Linked DNA regions of Mus musculus: region 2 is linked to region 1. A link is a contact called in public HiChIP or PLAC-seq data. All regions are on one chromosome and are shown on one strand. The core of a region is the stretch at or near the end of the contact, and the rest is flanking DNA. Distances in the headings are between cores, read along the strand shown.

Region 1 (4,468 bases), core at 333-2,832:
GCACACTCACACCATAAAGACTCACACACTGCACACTCACACCATAAAGACTCACACACTCACACTATAAAGACCCGCACACTGCAAGCTCACACCACATAGACCCACACATAGGACACTCTCCCTGTCTACGAATACTCACACACATGCACACTTGTACCATATATATCCACATACATGCATATATGCAGACACGCTCACACATGAAAATGGAAAATAAAAATCTTCAAGGAAGTCAGAGAACACTCTGCATGGCGTCAGAACAAGAATCCCATGTTGGCCAGGTCAGATGACTCGGATGACCTCAGATAACCTGAGGCATCGGGGTCAAGGGGAAGTTCTGAGTGAGGTTACAGTGTAGTGGAAACCACAAGTCAGACCTGAATGAAAAAATAAAGGAAAAGGAAGGACATGCTTTCTCCTAAGTATGGTGGAGAAAGTTCATTGTACATAAAAGGAATGCATAGCCAGAGGCAGAGATGTCTGGGAGAGTCCAGAGTAAACACAGCAGGCTGAGCTGGGCCATGTGGGAAGGTGGGGAGTGGGGCAGAGAAAAGGAAACCAGGCACAGCAGCCATGAGGGGAAAAGGTAAGAAAAAAATGGCACTCACCCCACATATACCTGCACACTGGGTGAGGGTAACAAAAATGGCTGGATTATGTGTGGAAGAGCCTCTAGGGGAAAGCAGCCAGCCCCTAGGCTGGAGAATTCTGGGTAGAAGGCAGGGCATGCCACCCATACCTGTAACAAGTAGGAACTGAGGGATGCTGGGAGAACCTAGCAGCCAGGACTGCTTTGATATGCTAACCAGGCACCTCAGCCATTTGTCCCAGGGTTTGAAACTTAATAAAAGCCTTCTATAAAAGTACATGACCTGTGGGGGTGACATCAAGAGACAGAGGTAATATCAAGAAAACAGCTGGCTGTCACTCCAAGTGTGGTGGTTTGAATAGAAATGGCCCCATAGATGCATGTGTTTGAATGTTTAGCCCAATTTCTGGAAGGCAAGCTGCAGAGCCCAAAGGCAGGTATTATGTTAGGACTAGATGTCCAAGACTGGAGTTCAGAAGACTCCAGCAGGTCAGATTGTAGCAAAGGCATGAGACCCAGGAAGGCCTGCTAGAGGGCTGGAGAGTCTTAAGGGATGTTCGACTTCTCAGAGACAGGGTACATGTCAGTAATGCTGTCTGATTTAATTATGATTAGGCAGCACTTGCTGGTCGTGACAAGATTCAGATGGGAACCAAGGAAAACACCCAGCTTCATGAAGGTTTTCCTCTTTTCTTCTTCTTCCTCCTCCTCCCCCTCCTCCTCTCCTCCTCTTCTTCCTCTTCTTCCTCCTCCTACTTCCTCTCTCTCTCTCTTCTTTTTTTCTTTTTCTTTCCTTTTTTGTTTTTGTTTTTTCAAGACAGGGTTTCCCTGTGTAGCCCTGGCTGTTCTAGAACTCCTGTAGACCAGGATGGCCTGAAACTCAGAGATTGCCTCCAAATCCTGGGATTTAGGGACACAGCACTACCACCAACTAACTAACAGATGCTTTCAAAGTGTTCTTATCTCCCCCCCCACACCCCATCTCCACACTGAGTAGAAGGCATGCAAGGGGCAAGCCAAAGATGTCATTCTTCGCTGAGTCAACAGAGAAGTCCAATATGCATTGTTCTCCGAGATGGTTAATCTTTATTATCAATTTGACTGGATGTTGAACTGACTAGAAGACAGTGAGGCAGGCCTCTGGGTATGTCTGGGAAGGGGTTTCCAGGAAGAATTAACAGAGGGGAAAGACCCATCCTGATAGCAAGTGGTCTCTTCCCGTGGGCTGCAGGACAAGATGAAATGGAGTGAGGGGAGGGAATTATGCCACCTGAATGAATGCTTCCTCCTGGTCTACCTCACTGGGGCCCACACATAATCTGCCATTATAATACTCTATGTGCATGGAGCCAGCCGACTTTGATTTGACCATAAGACAAAATAAAAGACTCTTTCATTGAACTGTGGTCCCCACAATGCAGAAGTGACTTACAGTGCCCTTAGCAACCTTCACAGCCTAGGTTTGGGGACATAAAGGCTACCAAATAGCCACTAGAAGTGTGAATGGCATAGGGTCATTGTGTACCCGGAGACCGTGTAGGGTGATCAAACAGCTGGCAGGGAAGAAGAATTTCATCCTGTAAACATCTCTTTCTCTGGCCATTTACATTACCAATTTGAATTTTGTAGGCTTTCAGATGTGAAGAAAAATGCAGGGAGAGAATGAGAGTTAGCATGATGATCATTTGTCATTTCTATTGAAGAGAGATATTGATTCTCTAGAGGGCTCATGAACCCTGGGACACTTCTGGAATGCTAAAGCTGTTTTTACCTCAGCAGGAGTCCTCTCTGCTTATCAGGCTCATTTTAAACCTCAAATGTTCTTGGCAGCAGGATGTAGCCTCGTGGACCATCTGAAAAGTCATCTCCATCTACCTAGAGGGAGTCTTCCATCTCCAAATCTGATTCTGAAATGACACCCTCCATTAAACTGTGCCCACGATTGTCTTTCTGGACATACAACATAGATCCCTCCAGGGTGTCTAACCCCACAATCTTCAGTTAGCTCTAAACCATGGCAAGAAGTCTTGAGTTGTTTTCTGTGTGGCTGTAACACTCTGCCACACGCTGGTGGCTGTCTCGAAGGTCTGTAGGTGCAGCACTAATTAACTGGATACCTGTTCATGTTTTCTGTGATGTGAGCTCCCTGGGCCGTACCTGGAGGTGCCAAGGACGACTCTGCTCCTAAACCTGTTCAGGTCACCAGACAGATCAAACTACTCATGGACATAAGGTTGAGGCCCCGTTTTCTCACTGGCTCTCATTCCCTGAGGCTGCATGCCATGCATTGTGCTGCACTCTGGGTGGATCTTCCAGCTATTGTCAGCCTGCTGTATGCTTCTGGTGTCTCTCACCTCTTCCCTGCAGTTTTCCAACTCCAGACAGAAAATGTTTCTGCTTTTAAACCATGCATCGTTACAGTGGACAACTTCTTAGTTTGGGTTGTACTTTAGCTCATACCTGCAATACTGTCTGCCATGCAACTGCTCCTATCTGCACATATTCCCCAGGCTTCAGAGATGACAGTGCAACCACGGGGTGGGGCTTCCACCTAACCCAAGAGCAATGTCAGGAACCAGACCTGGCTGCCATCTCTCCAGCAACATTTAGCAGGGCCCTCTTGCCCACCTCCTCACTCTGTGCTGAACTCTGTGAGGTCTCCATCCCCAGCATGTCTGAATCCAGCCATCTCTTCTTTCTCCACACAGCAAAGCAAGTCTGGGGAGGAAGTAATGTTCACAACAGACGAGTCACATAGGCACTGGAGCTTCGATGGGGCATGAGGTCATGTGGAAGCAGACCTCAGGTCTCCAGACAGCCAGGCCATCCATTACCTCATTACTTTTTCTCAGTCTGAGAAAGTTCTGGTCACTGGAAGCCACCAGCTTCGGAAGTTTTCCCAGAGAACTCCAACAGGACACAGGAAAGCCCGTGAGGAGACCCACAGCTGTTGTTGGCTCCTGCTACTGTGGCTGTTGGTAGCAGAAGTTCCTCTGTGACTACAAGCCTCTAGTCGCTGTCACCACCCAATGGGTTGGGCAGGACTTCCTTGCCTTTCCAGCAGACACATGGCTCGGACTTGGCTGTGAGTGTCTCAGAGAGATGGCTTGCAGAAACAAAGTGGGGCTGGATTCAAAATGGCTTAGTGCTTAAGAACATATGCTGCTCTTCCAGAGAACCGGAATTTGGTTCCAAACACCCATGTCAGGCAGCTCATAACTGTCTGTAACTGCAGCTCCGGGGGACTGAATGCCTTTAGCCTTCTTGTACATTTGCACTTATGTGCACATATACCTAGCTAAAAATAATTTTAAAAAATATGTGTATGTATATATATAGAGAGAGAGAAAAAAGAGAGAGGCAAAGACAAAGGCAAAGAGAGACGGAGCATGAGGACTGGGTAACAGCCTGCAGGTCATGTAGTCCACACTAAACTAAATTCTTGAGTTTAGCGATGGGAACTGAAGCCCACAGGGATGGAGAAATCGCTCACATGTATATGGAGAGTGGCCTGGTCATTCTGTTTTCCAGACCAGGGCTCAGTCACCTCATAATACCTCAGTCCTTTCTCTCCAACCCTGTGTGAGCCCCCCTCAGCAGCCACAACAATATGCCTGCATCAACAGCATCAACACTATGTGTGCACCTGGGATGTGGCTGGCAGTCATTAGGAAAGGATGCTCTAATATAAGTAATAACTCAGCCCAATTACACTCATAACACAAGACGCCCGGAGGGGTCCAGGACAGAAGTGTGTCAATGGTAAGGAAACTTGCACGATCCTAAACTCAGTTTTCACCACTACAGGAGCACAACCCTGCCAGCATAGAAGAGAATGGTGATTGTATTTGCCTCAGGCTCTTGAGACAATAGGGA
Region 2 (4,301 bases), core at 721-3,220, 260 kb after region 1:
AATTAATCATGAGTAAGCTTGTGATTTGTTTTGTAGTATCAATTAGTTGAAGTTGATTGATAATGTTCAAGTCTCTCTAGCCTTTCTTGACTTCAAAAAGAAATTGGTTGGCTTTATCAGGTACTAACCCAAAACCTCAGGAGCCTCAGCTGGGTTTTTCCAGTTCCTCTTTAAGACGCATCCATTTTTGACTAGTTGGTTTGGATGTCTGCTGTTAAATGCACACACAGTGTCACTGTGCTTTGAAGAGCTGAAGTATCACTGTAAATGGTGCAGTGTTCTTCATCTCTAAAATCTTCTGTAATCTTCCCTACAATATATTATGGCCACCACACAGAGGGGCTTTTCTACTGGTGTTTATACAGTGTTTCTTTCCCCAGGCTTTTGTTTGGTCACTTTCCGTCATTTTAAATATAAAGCTATCGGCAGTCCTAACTTCTTTATCTGCTGTGGTAATCTGTGCTTTTCCCCTTTTAAAATTTTATTTTTAAGCTTCAAATTAAAATGGAACATACAAGCCAGGAATGATGGTATACGTGTTTAATCCCAACCTTCAGGAGGCAAAGGCACAAGATTCTCTGTGAGTTCAAGGCCAACCTGGTCTACTTAATGAGTTCCAGGCCAGCCAGGGCTACACAGAGAAACCCTGTCACACACACACAAAAGAAACATATAGTCATGGTACAGTACATGTGAAAGTAAACAGAGAATAGAACTATTTCCTTTTAATTGAACACTTTAATACATTTACATTTAATATAGCTTATAGGCATGGTTGGATTTCACTTGATACTACGTATTTTTCCATTCATATTGCTAATTTTCACTCTTGTTTTCTTGTCTACTGCTGTACTAATAAAGTATTTTCAATTTATTTTGTTAATATTCTTCTATTAGCTCTTTTTTACTTTGTGGTTTATAGTATACATCGTCCAGGTATTATAGTCTATCATGAATTTAGGTCATAACCACTGAGTCCTCTGTCTAGACCTCTGAAGCCTTTTAAGTACTAGCCAGTAATACTAGTTCTTACCAACCTGATTTTTGTTGAGATTCATCAGCTTTGGCCAAGAGATTTATATTTTTCTTCTCTAATTTCTTTCTCCTCTCCCGAGACTTTAATTGCACGTTTATTAGATGCCTGGAAGTGCTTACAGTCAGTCCAGCCTGGGTTTACTATTTCATCCGTATTGTTCCTCTGTGATTCAGTTTGCCCTGCTTTCAGATTCATTAATCTTTCCTTCTACAGCATCTAATCTCTGCAAATTCCTTCTTAATAGCTCCCTTTGTGCTCTGCTACATTCATAGTCTTCTTTAAACCTTTGAGTACTGGGTATGTTTAATAGCTGCTTTAAGGTTTATCACTCATAATTTTATCATCATTCTTATTTCTGTTTCTCCTGATTGGTCTTCCTTCTGATTTTGAACTACATTTTCCTGGTTCTCCTCAAAAGCAATTGTTTTATGCTGCACATTGTAGATGGTGTGTTGTGGGCTTAACTGGGTTGTGTTTTCTTTCTCTGAAAAGTGTCACCTTCTTTCTGGCAGATTTTCTTACAGAGCAACTTGATACTTCATAGTCTTGCTTTGAGAAAGGGTCAGAACAAGTCAGGAGTCATTCGTATTCCAGGGTTACAGTAGCTCTTCCAAGGCAGAGCCCTTCTGCTTAAGACAGCAGGCCTTCTCCTTTCTAGCAGGTGAGACCAGAAAGTTCTCCTAATCTTGTGCAACTTCTTTGAAACCTCTGAGTGCACACACATGCGCGCGCGTGCACACACACACACACACACACGCACACACACACACACACACACACACACACACATGTTTTCTCTGTAGAGATTCGCTTTACACAAATTATTTACATTTCAGCTAGAGCCGTTAAGGAAGCCTCAGTGCACATTTCTGGAATTCCTTCTTGGCTCAGTTATCTCTTCTTTGTCATTCTGTCCTGCCCTGTCCAGCCTCATCACAAATCCTGCCCTGGATCACTGTCCTTTCGGTTTAGGTTCAGTGAGAGGGTGTGCCCACTGGGCCCTACTCTGTCCTGTGAGCTGATTATCTCTAATAGAGTTTGGGGAATGAGCTGAGACGCCCCAGGTCTGCTCTGTGGATCACATCACCAATTGATGAGGGCTGTAAGCTTTGATTTAATTGTCTTAGCTTCATCAGGAACCCCAGTCCTGTCCCAGCCACTCCATCATGGCCAGAAGTCTTCTTTCCAGGCCATGACGTTTCACCCGTTCCTACCTTCTGCCTTTAGTGCGCAGGATTCCTGACTTCACCTCTGCTCTGTAGAGTATAGAGACAACCCATGCCTCTCCACTCTCTTAATTTTTATCTGTATTTTTTTCTACCTGTGTTAATTTTCAACTTCCTATAGGAGAGACTTTGCACCCTGCCATTGTTTAGGCATGTTATGAATAAAAATCTCACGGGTATTTCTTTCAATGGGATGTAGCCAATCTTTGAGAGATGCTCATTTCTAGTGCAAGTCCAGGTATCAGCTCCAGCCTGATGGTGCTCATATGAGGTCAACATCTGGAGCAGACTGGTAGGTAATGTCAGTTGGGAACCTGCTGGGACCCATCCATGCTCACCGTTAATCCACTAAGTGATCCTGAAGTAGTGACCAGACCTCTATGACCCCATCTGCTTTGTCCTTTGGGGCAATGGGAGGAGAAGGAGAGCCTGGTGGCCCCGTTACAGCCTCTTGTTGAGCTTCCTAACTCTGTACTCTACCTCGGTATTCCACGTCTCCCAGTTCTGACTCTTCAGTACATCCGCTCATGGATGGCATGAGTCGTCTCCATCACTCCCTGTGATTCTCTCAGGTAATGAGCTCCTACACTCAATGCGTGAAGATAGGGGGATGAACTGGAACACTTGGGCCTATAGAGAGCAGGGTCATCCATGGTCACAGCACTCGTCATTGATGGCAGTCAGTTCCTGTAAAGGAAGAGGTCATGATGTGGACAGATGATCAAGAAAGGCACTTTCAAGGAGGGCTTCCTGAGGAAGTGTAGCATGTAGGCCTAACAGTTACTCGATCAAAGGAAACAGCCTGGGAGAAGGCCTTGAGCTCTAAGGAGAACCGGTGTTAGAGGAGTTGAGAGAGTGAGGGGCCTGAGCTGAGTCTGGTGAGGTGAGAAGGCCCAGGCAGGGCAGCTAGAAACAGATGATTGCCTCGGTTTACTGGATCGGGTGTCTCACAGGTGCCCTGAGGTCTCTGTTCTAAGGAATGCCAGCAGACATCAAATGTGAAACTATCCCCAGACATGGTTCTGCAGCCACAGAAATGGATCTCTGAGGAAAGCCGCTGGCCAGACTGCTGCTCATGGCCTCTGTCCTTGTTCTCAGGGCTCTGTATGTGTGGATCCATGGTGTCTCATGATTCTCAGAGGGGATCTAGGATATTCCTAGGTCTCCTTGAGCTTCTGGCTGCCTGAGATCCCATGTCATCTGGCACCTTTTTCCTGGATGTCCTTAAGGACTGCGTTAGAGCTCCTGGGCCTTCGTTTTCCTGTCTCTAAGCAGGAACATCAGTAGCGATTTCCTTGTGTGGAGCAGTTACTTTAAGGGGATGTCTCTGGGCTTTCTAGATGTCTCACCGATTCACTGTGAGGCTACCCACTCAGAGAGGGCCATCCTGTCTCATCAGTGGGGCTAGACAGGGGAAACTCTGGGCCCTGTAGAGTTCGGAGTCCAGGACTGTTGAGGCCAGCAGCCCTGGAGCTAGGCTTCCACGATGGGCTGGCCTCTCCAGCCTCAGTACAGGCCTGAGAGTGAGCCTCTAACCCTAAACTGTTCCTCCCACCGGGAGACAGTCAACAGTCAGAGGTGTTCCAGGACAGCATCAGTGTTGAATGTGTTGGGAGAAGCCATCAGATAAGCCACCCTTCCTGTTTGACTCAAGTCAGAAAGAAAGGGAAAGCATACAAGGTATCCCTAGCCAGCAGGGAGCTCCCTCAGCTTCCCTCACAGCGAGGCCCTGGGCATCTCCTCAGCCATGCTGGGTCACGCTAGAGCTGTGACTGAGTGACTCCCCTCCCTGTGGCACAGCTGGCCTTATAAAGACAAGCATCTCTGAGAGCAGAATTGTAACAATGACCTGCCTCATGGAGCCAGAAAGCCAGATTGGCTCAGAGCAGTGACCCAGGCCCTGTGCACAGGTGGGGCTCTCAGGATGGTGCTCACTCCTGGGGTTTCTGGGATCCCCCTCTCTGCCTGGTTCTGTTCTTTCCATGGGGAGACATAACTGTAGACCTTCCATGGTTTCATGAAGCAGGTCTTGTTTGCTT

What was found. HiChIP or PLAC-seq counts read pairs in DNA pulled down with a chosen protein or histone mark.
Region 2: a contact with region 1 is called in an H3K27ac HiChIP or PLAC-seq map of extraembryonic endoderm stem cells. The contact joins two enhancer-like sites. A contact is called at or near these places in 2 of 15 datasets of contacts at CTCF or cohesin (the NIH/3T3 cell line and stem cell-derived epiblast-like cells), 3 of 484 Hi-C or Micro-C datasets (bone marrow-derived macrophages, cumulus cells and nephron progenitors) and 3 of 115 datasets of contacts at active chromatin or transcription factors (embryonic basal ganglia, extraembryonic endoderm stem cells and trophoblast stem cells).

The regions. Positions count from the first base shown.
Region 1 is chr4:62,847,124-62,851,591 of GRCm38.p6, forward strand. No RefSeq gene overlaps it. Among named protein-coding and RNA genes, the nearest start is that of Gm24117, 37 kb to the left of the region's middle. Within about 2 kb of position 1,583, at least 6 of the 459 cell types and tissues checked have an H3K27ac peak or open chromatin away from gene starts, as enhancers often do. A contact at or near this core is called in extraembryonic endoderm stem cells, where this site is marked.
Region 2 is chr4:63,110,236-63,114,536 of GRCm38.p6, forward strand. All of the region lies in intron 10 of Zfp618 (zinc finger protein 618), which reads left to right. Among named protein-coding and RNA genes, the nearest start is that of Ambp, 42 kb to the right of the region's middle. Within about 2 kb of position 1,971, at least 6 of the 459 cell types and tissues checked have an H3K27ac peak or open chromatin away from gene starts, as enhancers often do. A contact at or near this core is called in extraembryonic endoderm stem cells, where this site is marked.